Regions from separate parts of the Hermetia illucens genome. Here region 1 is linked to region 2. The links are chromatin contacts, called in public Hi-C maps. All regions are on one chromosome and are shown on one strand. Each heading gives the region's core, a stretch centred on a gene start, on an enhancer-like site or on the middle of the called end of the contact. The rest is flanking DNA. Distances are from core to core; before and after follow the strand shown. Region 1 holds the start of LOC119646865 (nucleolar transcription factor 1-like). Region 2 holds the start of LOC119656067 (actin-related protein 2/3 complex subunit 5).

Region 1 (2,700 bases), core at 64-2,563, 170 kb before region 2:
ATAATAGGTATAGACAGGATGTAAAAAGAAGACCCAAGGAAAAGTCTAAATCCGCTGCTCCTTCTCATTGAAAACTCTCCGTAACTCATTCTAATGTCCCATAGCCCAAGTGATCGCATCCTATACAGTGGAAGAGTACGTCCGTATTCCTGCTTATTTTACATGGCGGTCCGGGCTGCTTTCAGCACCTTTTACAAAGAAATGCTCGAATATACCAGTGAAGCAAACAATATACCAATTAGAAGCAGCAGCGGCATGAATGAAAATTACTTCATCTTTAGAAGGAAATTCTACAAAACCACATCTGGGTCTTCGATGGGGAGTCCACTGTCACCATTTGTTACGGAGATATCCATGACGTACATCGAATCAAGCATCGAAGAAAAAGGAATAATGCCAAGAATATGGCCGCGATATATCGGCGAAGTGTTCGCCGTAGTAGAAAAGGATAAAGTTATAACGGAAGACAACAAGATACATCCAAAAATCTAGTTCTCCATAACAATAGAAACAAATGGGTCTTGCGAATCATAAACACAAAGACAAATTCGAATCTGAAGTAAATATAGGGAACACATGACTATATTCAGTGAAAAAAATTTACACCTAACTTTTGCGTGTATAAGGAACCCCCCTTAAACTCAACGTAGAATGATGTTACTCTCTGGATGTTGTTTCACAAGCAAAACCTTAAAAATGGCCTTTAATTATAAGAAACTTCTATAAAAGCATAAAAACTCTTGATAGACGCGGTAAGTAGTTTCCGAAATAAGGACTCATATAAGCTAAATAAAACCCCGTTTGTAAAAAAAGAGAAGCGGATTTATGTAATTATTGTGATGAAGAGACTTGAATTGAAGAGTGGTTATTCAACATGTCGTGTCTACTCCTGTTTCTGATCAATATTCCAGTTGCAGTAGAATTTCTAACCAAAAATTTCAATTTTTTTGTCGAAACGCCGGTTTGTAGTGCCAGATTAGGACAGCATTCAAATGAAATATTTTCATGCATTCCGTTATTTCGAACGTAATGTTTGTATAGTTTGAATAATAATAGTCTGGTGTCATATCATGTTTTTCATCGTATTTCACATAAACGAAAAAAATTGTTGCATGCCTACGCATGCATATATCAAATCGCCGATTAAATACATACAATCAATTTAAATAGTAAAATTAGAATTTCGAAAAGTCTAATTTTTCCTTTAAAGGATTTAAGGCACTCTAGTCAACGTGTTGGCGTGTAGATGGCGCTTTCTTGACATATCCCCATTTGCTATTTTGTCATTGGTTGCTTGCCGGAGGGTAGACAGTTGTATTGATAACAGGCATCAGCGGAACGCGTGGGGAGTGTTGCATGTGACGGCGTCAAATTTGATTTGTGTAAAACGTCCCGATTTTAAATTGGTGTAAATTTCAGTAATTTCAAAGTGCTGTAAAGTTGAATTGTCGGTGCAAGTGCAGTCCGCAGCCGTGTGAATTGTGTTCTGAAGTGCCATTGAAAAGCGTCTTAACCTCAAAATGCGACAACGCTCGAAATCTATTTCTGTGCCCGCTGGTGAGGAAAAAGATGTTTAAATCCTTTTCATGTCGTTTCAATGGTGTTTTTTTTTCAGCGTCATACGAGCAGAGTGAGAGCGAAAGTGGTAAGTGATTCTTATATTAACTGGGAGGGTGGTTAATGTGTTGACAAAGTGGGTGAGACACTCGCGCCAAAACGTGGAGGGATTCCATTTCCCAATATCTCGCTGTATCTTTGGAGGTTATTAGTCCCAAACTGATAATATTGAGTTGTTTGAAATGCTCCACAGTGAAGATATTTTGTCATACGAAAGAACTAAAGTTGTGTTCAGCGAATTGCGTTCTTTTAAAAGATCGGCCAAGGATAAGGCGTAGAAGTAGAATTTATCTCCTCTTTATTAAAAAATATCTTAACTGAATTTGAAGACTAATTTATGGATGTTTATAAATTCTTAAGTCCTATCATAATCATCAACGGCGTGGCAGCCAGTGTCCGGTCTATGCCTGCCTTAATAAGGAACTCTGGACATCCCGGTTTTTCGTTGAGGTCCACCAATTCGATATCCCTAAAAGTTGCCTGGCCTACGCCATCGCTCCATCTCAGGCAGGGTCTGCCTTGTCTTTGGGGCTGGATCATCCTCGTCCGTACGAATTAAGTGACCAACTCACCTCAACCTATTGGGCCGGATTTTATCCACAACCAGACGGCCATGATATCGCTCATAGATTTCGGGGTTATGAGCCAAAGATTTTTCGGAGACTTCTCTCCAGCGCGGCCAAGAGTTCGCAATTTTTCATGGGAAGAATCCAAGTCTCCGAACAACGCATGAGGACTGCCGAGATCATTATCTTGTACAACAAAAAGAGCTTTGACCCTATGGTGAGTCGTTTCGAGCGAAACGACCGGGATCTCCTTGATGATGCATATGGGCTTGACGCACAGTCGAAAGACTTCTCTAGATCAAGGAATGCGATGTAGAAAAAGTGGTGCTTTTCGTCCTCTTTTCCAATGGATATTGCGACAGAAACTCGACTTGGTCGTGCTTTCTTGTCTGCTGTTCCATACTTGGCAATATCCCCATTGAACCAGACTGATAGGTCTCGGCTTCTCACTTTCCAGAGCTTAGCTTTCGTCCGCGGTGAAATCCAATTCTTTGGGGACTCCGATATTCGCCTTCAG
Region 2 (2,700 bases), core at 195-2,694:
TATGTGCTAATCGACCACGTATTATTATTATTCTGTTAAAGGGAGGTCGCCCCGCGTCCTTAAAGAGCTATTGTGCCCCTTTTGCAGGTTATAGTGTAGCTATTAATCATAATATCCCAAGAGAGCCTATAACCGTTAGGAATTTTAGTATATTCCCTATTACCACACCTTTCAACTTTGCATCTGGTATTAAGTGTTCTCCCACAACGTATATTGAGGTTTCATCACACTTCGCACAGGACCTGCAAGCATTGTCGGTGGATACCCCTAGCTTCCGTAGGTGATATTTTAGCCGACAGTGACCAGTGAGAACGCCTACTATGATTCGCAGGTTCTTTTTGGTGAGTTTTAAGCAATTCTTTGTCCGCTTGGGTTTGTATCCCCAAATAAGCACCCTGGACTGCTCCATTCCTTATATGCCCGCCCAGTATAGTTCCCTTCCTCTTCATTTTTAATGTAATAGCCATGAACTCGTTTCTGATTTCACAGAAGGATTCTGGCCCGTGTAAAGGCGTCCCTGCTCCGTTCTTAGCTAGTTCTTCTGCTGCCTCATTGTCTTTGAAACCCAACATGGCCTACCTTTCCACATAACCCCATAAGACCACCCCAATATTCGTTTGCTTCCGTTACCGAAAATCGTACTGCCTGGACACTCTATTGGGTTTTGTTGAGTGATCTGAAGAAAATCCGCTGGCTCCTTGCGTACAGGACCTGAGATTTCTTCTTCTCCTCTATTAACGGATTTACCTTTTATACCTAGATGCCTGCTGTGATGTCAGCTTCCTCAGTGTGAGTAATCCGCAAAGTTACAAAGTTCCTGAATTATGAGACGCAGTCGTAGTTCACAGTCATTCAGATTGAAGCTATCCATCCCTCCTCCTTTCATAACCAGACTTAAGAGTTATATTATTTTTTTAGATTCCTATTCTTTTCACAGGATACAAAAGTTTTTTCCTTCTAGAATGCGATTCGACTTAAACGAGCATGCGTTTGATTAGCAAAAATGTCTGCTCTTCACAAATGGCAGATATCCGATAATGGCAGTTTCCTTAAAGTGGACTGAAGTACTAAAATCTACAAAAGAATTATATTCCTGCATTTTATTGTAAGTGTATTAATTACATTTCTGATTTTTTTATTTTGGAGAATGCGTCACTAGTCCCATAGAAAAATTAATTTGAAAGATTTCTTAAAATCACTCGAAAATGAAAAGGCATATTTGACAAACACATCACAATCTATTTTTACCTGTAACGAATGTTAAGACCCTAAATATGTATTCAAATTATATTCAAATGCCATCAACATTCAGAAACTTACATATTTAATAAACTTCCGCTGGCTTCACAATTTAACGGCTATTTGCCAAGCCTTCGGAAAGCTCGTGGGTACATTGACAGTTTAATGTATATAATAGCAAGAAATATTGGTCTGTCAATAAGAAAATTTGACATTAGGCAAGTGAATCATTTTTGTGATTAGACTGATCGGAAGGGTGTAGCGGTTCGCCGGAATTTATCTAAAAATGGCCAAAAATACGTCAAGCTCAGCATTTCGAAAGATCGATGTGGATCAGTACAACGAGGACAACTTCCGAGAGGACGAACTAGATTCGAGTGGCAACGTTGGGCCTGATGAAAGTGAAATCACTTCACTACTTAACCAATATCCTTTTCAACGAAAGTGTATTTGCTTTTACTAGATTTAGTTCTTTTGTTGGTGTGGATTACATTATACAATGTAGGTACATTTCCCTTAACCAACTTATCTCTACGGGAAAGCATTCAGAAGCTCTCCTGGCTGTGCTCCAAAATGCTCCCCTGGGCTGCAAGAATCAACAGATAAAAGTAAGAATATCCTCATGATATCTGGTCTCTTGCCAATTAGTTCATGCCTGGGTTTCATTTTCATTCCAGGATAACGCTTTGAATATCACACTTCGAGTTCTGCTCTCTATCAAATCTTCGCAAATGGAGCCTATCGTGGACGCTCTGGAGGAACGGGATCTGCTCGACGTGCTCATGAAATACATCTACCGAGGGTTCGAAATACCCTCGGAAGGATCCAGTGGTCACCTGCTCCAGTGGCACGAGAAAGCGTTCGCAAAGGGAGGAGTAGGGTGTATAGTGCGCGTTTTATCCGATACCAATAGGGCCTAGGTTTTAAGAGGGAAATATCAGCCAAAAAAACAAATCGAAACTTCGAACATTTCCAGTTTTTGCAAGTGCATGTCGTTCTCACCCGATTTTATATCCAGTCAAAAGTGTCGTTTTGTTTGTTTTCAGGGCGGAAGGGGTGCGAATTAGCATTTGAAAAATGATTCTGTAGAAACGGTAGTGATTCGCGTCCTTTGCCTATTATTATTTCGAACATTATATTTTTGAATAAAAAACTATTTAAATTAGAAAGTACGGATTTGCTGTGATTTGATTTGGAAATGATTTATCTCATAACAACAGGTATTGTTGCTGGGGAGGATCGTTTTAAGGAGTGAATAAAAGGCTCATAATGGAGTACAGCGGGGAATAAATTCCTCGGTGCTGTTATAAACACAAGTAACTGTGAAAGTAAATTGACGACTCTTATTACGAAAACGTGTATGGAGATACCACTAAGGGAGTTTTTTTTTATTTTTTTATTTGTTGGAGTTGTAGAACTAAAACAGATGCACTCCTAAAACCATGACGGTTCCAGCCGGCT

The links. Hi-C and Micro-C count contacts between places; a contact is called where the count stands out from the background.
Region 1: a contact with region 2 is called in a Hi-C map of whole body, with 7 times the contacts expected there. The contact joins the promoter of LOC119646865 here to the promoter of LOC119656067 in region 2. A contact is called at or near these places in 2 of 2 Hi-C or Micro-C datasets (an unstated tissue and whole body).

The regions. Positions count from the first base shown.
Region 1 is chr1:143,471,671-143,474,370 of iHerIll2.2.curated.20191125, reverse strand. LOC119646865 (nucleolar transcription factor 1-like) reads left to right here and starts at 1,313. Exons shown (of 11, transcript XM_038047490.1): 1 at 1,313-1,557; 2 at 1,616-1,645. The coding sequence starts at 1,521.
Region 2 is chr1:143,301,132-143,303,831 of iHerIll2.2.curated.20191125, reverse strand. It overlaps LOC119656067 (actin-related protein 2/3 complex subunit 5), which reads left to right and starts at 1,444. Exons shown (of 3, transcript XM_038062348.1): 1 at 1,444-1,665; 2 at 1,775-1,847; 3 at 1,917-2,408. The coding sequence starts at 1,526. The coding sequence ends at 2,159.